Regions from separate parts of the Sus scrofa genome. Here region 2 is linked to region 1. A link is a contact called in public Hi-C data. All regions are on one chromosome and are shown on one strand. Each heading gives the region's core, a stretch centred on a gene start, on an enhancer-like site or on the middle of the called end of the contact. The rest is flanking DNA. Distances are from core to core; before and after follow the strand shown. Region 1 holds the start of SNRPD2 (small nuclear ribonucleoprotein D2 polypeptide). Region 2 holds the start of SIX5 (homeobox protein SIX5).

Region 1 (4,414 bases), core at 1,316-3,815:
ACTTGCTGCTCCCCATGGCTGAAACATGCAGACCCTAGGTTGCACCTTCGTTTTATCCCCATCTGTCCACCTAGAAGGCCTCCTGCATGACCCACCGAGGACAGCAGCACTCCCTCTCCACACTCCAAACTCTCAGCTGGCTCTACTCTTCTGCACAGACTTTGCCATCACTTGTCTTCCTGACACATTATGTGTTTGCTGTAGACTCCCCTGAGTACAGGAGGCATGTATGATTCAGTCACCATGGCATCTCTGGAGCCTAAGACAGTACCCCACAAGGGCAGAGGCCACTGTGCACGAACTGAGAAAACTGATGAGGAAGACCGTGTGCCGGGGGCGCTACTCCTAAGGACTGACTGTGCTTCACATATATTAAGTGACTGAATCTTTGCAACCATCAAGATTACGGCCATTGTAGGGAAGAGATATATGGTCCCTTGCTGAATGTCACACGGCTGCTAAGAGGCAGAGCCAGGACATCATTCCAGGACTGGCCCCCAAGTCCATGGCTGAACTTTACAGCTGGAGGAACAACAGAGACCGTCACAACAGGCACTCTTTTTTTTAAGCCCACACCGGAAGCATATGGAGGTTCCCAGGCTAGGGTTCAAATCGGAGCTACCGCTGCCGGCCTACACCACAACCACAGACATGGGATCTGAGCCACACCTGCGACCTACACCACAGCTCACTGCAATGCCGGATCCTTAACCCACTGAGGAAGGCCAAGGATCGAACCTGTGTCCTCATGGATACTGGTTGGGTTCGTTAACCACTGAGACATGACAGGAACCCCACCTTCAGACGCTTATGCCCCAGGCTTCTAAGAAACCTAGAATCCAGGCTCCTCAGACTAGAGCTGGGACTGCTTCTCCAGGCCAGGACAGACCACCTCCCCAGACCCAGGTGCTCACCTGTCAAAGGCCTTCACGCGGCCCAGGAGCTTCTTGTTGTTGCGGCAGTTGATGAGCACTTGGGTGTTGTTCTTGACCGACTGTGTGAGCACGGACAGCGGCCCCGTGTTAAACTCCTCCTCCTCCCGCTTCTGCAGCTCCTCTGGCGTCATCTCACTCTTGGGCTTGTTGAGGAGGCTCCTGAGTGGGCAAGTATGGAACTCATAGGTGACAGGGCCTGGAGCCAGAGCCTGGGTGGTCATGCCCTCTCGCTCACTGTCTCCCCAACACACCCACCCTCCGGCTCAGTCCTCTCTCTTAGCATCACCACACAGCTGCCTAATAGACAGTTCCAAGCTTGCACGTCCTAGGCTGAACACCAGGCCCCGCGGTACCCCCAAACTTAATCTACCTACAGCTGCCTTCGTCTCCATCCATGGCAACTCCATCTTGCTATGTCTTTGAGCAAAACCTCTAACGTCAACTTGACTCTTCTTACTCTCACATCCTACATTCAATCTGCTGGCAAATCCCATCATCCCTGCCTCTCAAATATATCGGAATCTGACCACTTCTCACCATGGCTTAACCTCCATCGACTCTCTCCTAGAGCCGTAATGGTCTCCCTACCTCCACCCATGCTCTCCAAGTTTGCTCTTCACAGAGCAGTCTCTGGTTGGTGCCAAGGTCCAAGTCATATCATCTCACTCTGCGAAACTCTCTTGAGGCTCCTATCTCAATGTAGAAAGTAAAAACCCTTTATCCGCTGCCTTCTCTCACTCCGTTCCATCCAGAGGGGTGTCTTGGAAGATTTTCAGCAACTTTCTTCTTAGGCTTCTGCATTTGCTTTTCCCCCTTTACCTGGATACGTCCCTAAATATCTTTGTGCGCTCACTTTCTCCAGCTTTCTGCTCCAGTTGCTCCCTTCTTCATGTGTCCTGTCTCTCAAAACTGGCATTCCACATTGTTTTACCCTGCTCTACTGTTTCTTCATTCATAGCCCCGGTCACCTAACACACCATATATTTTACCTTTACATTTATTGCCTGGCTCAACCCAACCCATAAAATGCAAAATGGAATTTTTTCCCTTGGGGGAGTGGGGTAATTCACTAACATATTCTGTGTCTAAAGAAGCCTGACATATGAACACTCAATAAATAATTGTTGCATGAATACGTAAGTAAAATCCTTCCGATAACTCGAGACCCATGATAACGACGAATAAGGTCAAAAGGCTAACCGTCTCCAGCTCAAATTACCCTGATAAGATCCTCACTTCAAATCGTTCTTCCCCACATGTCCGTACTCCCCTCTCCCAGGTTCCATTTTCGTACATCGCTTCCCCTTAACATTCGCTTCAGTAAGACTAATTATTTGGGAAAGCCCAGCCCGTTATCTGATAAAGCTGCTCCTGCTCCTAAAGTCAGGATCCGAAAAAGGCCCCACATCTGTTCTCAAACTCATCGGTAACGTACGCCACTTTACCCCGAAAATGTTTGCTTCCGCCCCAGGCTCTGCCCACCCCCTTCCACCGGCAAGTGGCCAGATTTACACCCTCAACCCACTCCTGCCACCTAAGCCTAGCCCGGCCTCACATGGCGGTGGCAGTAGTTGTCGCGACCGCGCACTCCAGTCACCACCGTCTCCGCGTTGCTTCTTCGCCCTCTGAAAGGAGCGAGAAGGGCGGGACTTCCGCTTCCTGAGGCCCACTTCCGTGGGCGCTTGCGCAAACACAGCTAGTGGGTGGGGCGTGGCCTGTTGCCATAGCGATCTCTGCTCGCCACAGGCGGCTGTAGGGTAAAACTCTTACGTACTACTTTGAGGCCATTCAGGACTGTACCGGGCAGATATTGACGATGGAGAGGAAGAGAAAGCAGGACTTATTCAAACCATTTCGTTGTAGAACCGCACAGGTTGAAGGAGGGAAAGGACAAGCCATTTCCAAATGCCCGCCGGCCCTGCCTTCGGGGGCGCGGCATCCACGAAGCCAATCGGCTCCTCGCTTCAGGGATGGATACCTCCTCTTCTACTTAGGGGACCGTCCGTTTATGTGTTTGTTAATCCTTTGGACTTGGAATAACCAATCCTTTGCTTACATCCGGGAGGGGCGTGGACCCGCGCCCAGGAGGTCGGCTGTTTTCTAGGATCAAATGCTTCTCATTGGCTTCCCCTCTTCCGCTGAGGCGGTGCCTACCTCTTTCGCGCTCCCTTTTGGGTTGTGCAACCCTCAGGGGAACCAACCCTTAAGCTTCAGGGAGACAGGGAGGCGTGTCCTCAGTACGAAAGTCCCCATTGGCTTTACTGCTTGCTGAAGGGTGGGTTGGTGCAGCCGCTCTTGTTGCTTATTGGTCCGGTGATTCCATGGGGTGGGACTTGGCTGGCCTAAACTCCATCCGCAGTCCCCGACCGGTTTCAGGGCGAAGCTGCCATGCGTTCAGGGGGCCGCGGGCGGCCCCGGCTACGGCTTGGGGAACGCGGCCTTTTGGAGCCACCCTCACCGCCCAAGCGCCGCCTGCTACCGCGGGCGCAGCTGTTGCCCCTGCTGTTGCTGGCGCTGGCGGTGGCCTCGGTGTTCTATACCATTTGGAGCGGCTGGCACCGCCAGACTGAGGAGCTGCCTCTGGGCCGGGAGATGCGGGTGAGGCCGGACGGGGACAGGGGAGCCCTTATTCCCCGCCTCCCCCTCCTCAAAGTCTCAGGTTGACGTGGCTTTATCGTTATCGTGGGGCCCTAGCCGCAGGTGCCGCGATCTTCGTCGTTAGAGCGCATGCCCCTTTCCAATGCAATGAGGCTTCGGGCTTTTTCTATAATAGCGGTTGCACCGTAAGAGGAAGGGTCTGGAGTAGTAAGCCTGGGAGTTCTGGGTTCTAATCCTAAAGTCAGCTGTTTGGAAGTCTCTTCCTCTCGTTGGGCTTCGATTTCTCCCATCAGGATTGCGGTGGGCTATACCGGATGGGCTTGGGTAGACTTTCCCGAGTCTAGGATTTATCCTAGAAACCTCTGATGCTGGAATCTGCCATTAGGAAGAGGAGCCGGGGCTTTTTAGGGATGACAGCCCCCGGGGTAGAGTTGAAATGAGGGTGCTTTTCACGCTCTGCTCTTCTCTTTCCCACCTCTTTCCCAAGGGTCCGGGGCTCGGAAGCCTCCCCGAAGCCGGGCTTCGGAGGGTGGTGGGGCGACTGGACCCGCACCGTCTCTGGCACACTTATCTGCGCCCCCTGCTGGTTGTGCGGACCCCGGGCAGTCCGGGCAATCTCCAAGTCAGAAAGGTAAAGGGCCCCACCTCCAATCCCTGACCCCGCAGCCACCAAGGAATGGGAAATAGATATTCTGCCCAAGAGCTGAAGCTCGGTCAGACTCTAGAGTTCTCTCTTGGTAACCCCAGGACTGTACTGCCCCCACCAAAAGTATGCTAAGCATAAGCATCGGGCCTGTGAGGTGGGTACCAACTTGATCTTCATAATGTAGATGGGGAAACTGAGGCTCAGAAGAGTTAGGCATTTTGCCCAAATCCCACAG
Region 2 (4,414 bases), core at 1,368-3,867, 57 kb after region 1:
CTGGGGCAGTGGCTGAAGGCAGCTGCAGCGCAGTCACGCCCACCCCGGAGTTTATCAGGTGCACATTGGCAGGGCCCGCGGCAGCAGCCACCTTCACAGGGCTGCCTGGCCCAGCTGCCAACAGCTGCAACGGCCCCACAGCCTGGGGCAGGGTCACCACCTGCGAGGTGGGCACCACCTGGGGCAGGTTCAACAGGGGGGAGGTGGGGCCCAGGCCCGCGGGGTAGCCAGGAGGCGGGGAAAGTGGCACCACTTGTGGAGCGGCCACAGAAGTCACTGGTCCTGGGGGCAGAGGAAAGGTGGCGGCCGGTGGGGGCCCAGGCACCACTTGGGGCAGAGGTCCTGGGACCTCCTCTCCAGGCGGCCCTGAAGCAGCCACCTGGGCTCCCTTGGTCTCAGGGGCTTCAGGCTGAGCCTCCTCCAGTTGAACCTCCCCAGTCTGAGGGTCCAGGACCAGGGAGGTCTTGCCCTCGCTGGCCCCCTGGGGGCTGGGCTGCGGTGCAGGGGCGCCCCCGCCCCCGGTGAGCAGCAGGGGGCCCAGGCTGGAGGCCTCGCCCAGGGCCAGGCTGTTGATGATGACGGGGCTCCCATTAAGGAGCACTGCTGGAGAGCTGCCGGCGGCCAGGAAGCTCCCGTTCACCAGGATGGAGGAGGAGGCGGGACATGGTGTGGGAGGGGCAGCCCCAGCCAGGAATACGGAGCCCTGGGCGGGAGGCTCAGCAGCCCCTGGAGCCACCCCCCTCTCCAGGTCCTCGGGACTCCGGCTGGACTCGTCCTCAGTAGCGGGGTTCCCATCTGACTCGCTGGTGGGAGAAAGGATTGTGAGCTGTGTGGCCCAGCGCACTGTTCCCCGCTGGCCTGCCGGCAAACTGCTCTGCGGGAGCACACGCCCACCACGGCCCCCGCACCTTTCCCCAGCCCCAGTTTTGTGGACCACTTCAGGGGGTCATGAAACCTCCTCTCTGAGGCCACCCAGGGACCCCTGGGACGGAGCCTCTGCCAGCCTGGCATTGAAACCACTGCCTAGGGCTCAGGCTGGCCCTCCTCCCCCTGGCAGGGCCCCGGAGACTGAGCACCCAGGCTGCCTGAAATTCCCCGGGGTGGCCTGAAAGCAGCCAAGTGGCTTCGGCGAGAGCAAGGAGGTAGTGGCCGGCCCAGCTCCTGGTGCCCTCCCCCCGGGGCGCTGGAGGAGTGAGCGGCCGGCGCGCAGGGTGGGAGGGGAAGAGCTAGGGTTACAGGGAAACCGGAGCTGGGGAAGGTTCACGTTTCACAACAAAGACAGACGACCGACCACGCCGTTTGGGCCCTGAGGCGGGTGGGGGGCGGGAGGTGAGGCCGAGCAATGGTTAGGGAGCGCCTGGCAGCTTAGGGACCCGAACAGGCCCCTGTGCCCGGTAGGGTCGGCAAAGGCCCCTCCTCCTTTCCAGCAGCCGCGGGTTTTCTCGCTGCCTCCCCCGAGTCTAGCCGCGGACACAGATGGGATCTGGGACGGAGCCTAGAGCGGAGCAGAGGGAGGTGGTCTCCCAGCCTCCGCAGCAGGAGCACCGGTGTCGGAGCGAGGGCCGGGGCGCGTGCCCGTTGCATCTGCACAGATTCCCCGCGCTGGGCGGGCGCCTGAGGGTGTGTGCGGGGAGTGTCTGAGGAGTTCAGACAGCGGGCAAAGGGGAAGGGGACTGGTGGATGCCACGTCCCCAGGAAAGGAGGACTGGCGCGGACCGGGTCCCCTCACCTCTTGCCCGGCGCGCCGCCGCCGCCCCCGGTCCGGTCGCGCTGGCGTCGGTTCTTGAACCAGTTGCTGACCTGCGTGAGCGAGAGGCCGGTGAGCGTGGCCAGGCGGCGCTTCTCGTCCGGCGTGGGGTAGCGGTTGCCGCGGTAGCAGGCCTTGAGCGCGGCGCGGGAGCGCTCCTTGAAGCAGTAGACGGTCTCCTCGCCGTCCCAGATGGTCTTGGGCAGCGGGAATTTCTTGCGCAGACGGTACTTGTCCACCGCGCCCAGCGCGCGGCCGCGGGCCCGCTCGGCCTCGTGGTAGCGCGCGCGCAGGTAGAGGTCCTGCAGGAAGGCGTGGTGGGCGGCGGGGAAGGGGCGGCTCTCGAGCAGCCGGTAGAGCTCAGCGTACTCGCCCCGCTGGAAGGCCACAAGGGCCCGAGCGCGCAGCACCGGATCGCTGCCACGTAGGCGCTCCGCCGGGGGCAGTGCGCCCAGGAAGCGGCTCAAGCGGCCGGCGTGGCCCGCCTGTAGCAGCGCCTCGCACACGCACGCCACCTGCTCCGGCGAGAAGCGGAGGCCTGTGGGCGGCTCGGCAGCGGCCTCGCGGGGAGACCCGGGGACGCCCGGGGATCCAGGGTCCTCCGCTTTCACCGTCGCTTCGCCCGCCCCGGCCCCGGCCGCCGCCGCCGCCTCACCCTCGGCCGCCTGCAAAGTCTGCAGGAGCTGGCGCGCTTCCTCCTCCTCCTCTTCGGCCGCCGCCGCCGCCGCCACCGCCTCCCCCCCAGCCGCCGGCCCCGCGCTCGGCTCCGAAGGCAAGGTAGCCATGTTTTGCAACTTTGGGAAGTTCCTCCCTCCTTCTCCTCCTCCCTCGGGCTTTCCCCAGCCCCCTCCCCCGTCCGTCCCCTCTCCCCGCACCCCCCTTCGCGCTTCCCGATCTTCTCCCGCCGACCTCGCGTCTCCCCCCCGCCACCGATGCCAGGTCCAGCTCCTACTAGGGTCTCTGTCCCTGTGACTGTGTGTGTGCCCGTCCCCCTTCCCGACTGTCCGTGATTCTCCCTTTGTTTTCCCTCCGCCTCCCGCCGCGCTATTTGCCTCCCCCCGCGTGTGCCTCTGGCTCAGGGCCTCAGTTTCCCCATCGGGACAACGGAGAAGGTAACGGGCCGTCCGGGAGGGCTAAGGGCGCGAAGCCACCTCCGCCCTGAGACTGAGCTTCTGCATGCCTCCGTCTCCAGGGTCCTCAGAAGGCCCCCCTTACTCCCCATCTCGGCCAACGCTCCGCCCCTCGGAATTCCCGGCTCCGCAGGGGGGCGGGTCTGGCTGGGAGAAGGGGCGGGGAAAACGGGCTAGAAAGTTTGCAGCAACTTTTCTTGAGCTTAGGTCCCTGGAACGGATGCGCGTGGCCCGCGCAGGCGCAGTGGCAGGAGGATGGCCGCACGCGCCGCCCGCCCAGCCCCCTTCTTCGCGGCGGTCTAGTGGCACAGCTGGGCCACAGCTGGACAAGGGGCGGTGCCGTCGAGTGGCCCGCTCGTCTTCTTCTATTGGCCGGAGGTCGAAGCCACACCCTCATCCCTACCCCCACCCCTGATTCGTCCGCTTCGTCTCCCGCTAGCTTCCTGCCAGGCCATTGGCCGCCTCCACTCGCCTGGCCGGATTGGCCCACTGAGTAGCCTCCTGCCCTCCTTGCAAACAGAGCCGGCACGAAGTTCGAGCATTCTGGGCAGACGAAAGGGCCTTTTATTTGCGAGGATCGGGGGTGGGGTCCTAGGTGGGGAAAGACAATAAATACCGAGGAATGTCGGGGTCTCAGTGCATCCAAAACGTGGATTAGGGTGCCGGGATCCTGGAGCCTGTCAGCGGGTTGGAGGACAGGTCAATAAATACCCACACTGCTGAGGCGGGCGGAGCCGGCTGTGGCTCCGAGAGCAACGCACGTGAGGAGGAAGGCACGAAAGTCCCCGAAAAAGCGGGGCTGTCAAAAGCAAAAGGTTCTCCAGAGAGCAGGCGGAGCTCGCGCTAGACGTTCGCCGCGTAGAGAGCTTTCCTGGGAGGGCAGGGCCTCATGCACACAGAGGATTTGTGGTTTGCGAGCCGATGTGGGTGGGGGTGCCTGGAAGGTGAAAAATAGTTGCTTGAACCCTGGCCCTGCTGCCTTCTCTAGGTCGCAGTTTGCCCACCCCCGTCGGGGGGCCTCAGCCAGGCCGGAGGAAGAGAGAGGTCCGCGATCCCCTCAGCAGCAGCAGCTTTCCAGGCTACAAGTCTCGCTTGAGCCGCGGCCCCCACTCCTCCCTCCCCGGCCGCCAGGGGGCGGGCCCGGATCACAGGGCTAGAGCTGGGGCGGAGACCCACGCTCGGAGTGCTGTGAACCGGAGGCGGTGGGAGTGGCTTCTGGGCGGTACCCGGGTCACCCAACTCTCCAGCAGAGCCCGAGCGGAGGACGGGCTCGGGTTCTACGGTTCAGGCGGCGAAGGTGGCTCCCGGGCGGGGTCAGACTGCGGCGAGATGGCCGGCGCAGGCCACCAACCCAGTGCAGCCCAGGGCGGCGGCACCAGCCAGAGCAGCGGCGAACAGGAGCAAGGAACGCGCCTCCCGTAGGCCAGGCCTAGGGACCTGCGGGGAGAGGGCGGGATCAGCACCGCGATACGGGACTCTGATTGGCTCCTGGGACTTGCCCCGCCCATGCTCGTAAGAGGGGCCGAAACCCTCCCTG

The links. A called contact is a pair of places that touch in the nucleus more often than the background predicts.
Region 2: a contact with region 1 is called in a Hi-C map of skeletal muscle, with 4 times the contacts expected there. The contact joins the promoter of SIX5 here to the promoter of SNRPD2 in region 1. A contact is called at or near these places in 1 of 5 promoter capture datasets (liver), 9 of 47 Hi-C or Micro-C datasets (embryonic fibroblasts, epiblast stem cells, heart right ventricle and 3 more) and 1 of 2 datasets of contacts at active chromatin or transcription factors (skeletal muscle).

The regions. Positions count from the first base shown.
Region 1 is chr6:52,039,909-52,044,322 of Sscrofa11.1, forward strand. It overlaps SNRPD2 (small nuclear ribonucleoprotein D2 polypeptide), which reads right to left and starts at 2,566. Exons shown (of 3, transcript NM_001243653.2): 1 at 2,491-2,566; 2 at 915-1,094. The coding sequence starts at 2,492. It overlaps QPCTL (glutaminyl-peptide cyclotransferase like), which reads left to right and starts at 3,294. Exons shown (of 7, transcript NM_001243636.1): 1 at 3,294-3,533; 2 at 4,021-4,164. The coding sequence starts at 3,324.
Region 2 is chr6:52,096,841-52,101,254 of Sscrofa11.1, forward strand. It overlaps SIX5 (homeobox protein SIX5), which reads right to left and starts at 2,618. Exons shown (of 3, transcript XM_021094581.1): 1 at 1,730-2,618; 2 at 1-803. The coding sequence starts at 2,532. It overlaps DMPK (myotonin-protein kinase), which reads right to left. Exons shown (of 14, transcript XR_002344695.1): 14 at 3,419-4,314. LOC110261013 (a long non-coding RNA gene) reads left to right here and starts at 1,730. Exons shown (of 2, transcript XR_002344697.1): 1 at 1,730-2,524; 2 at 2,827-3,507.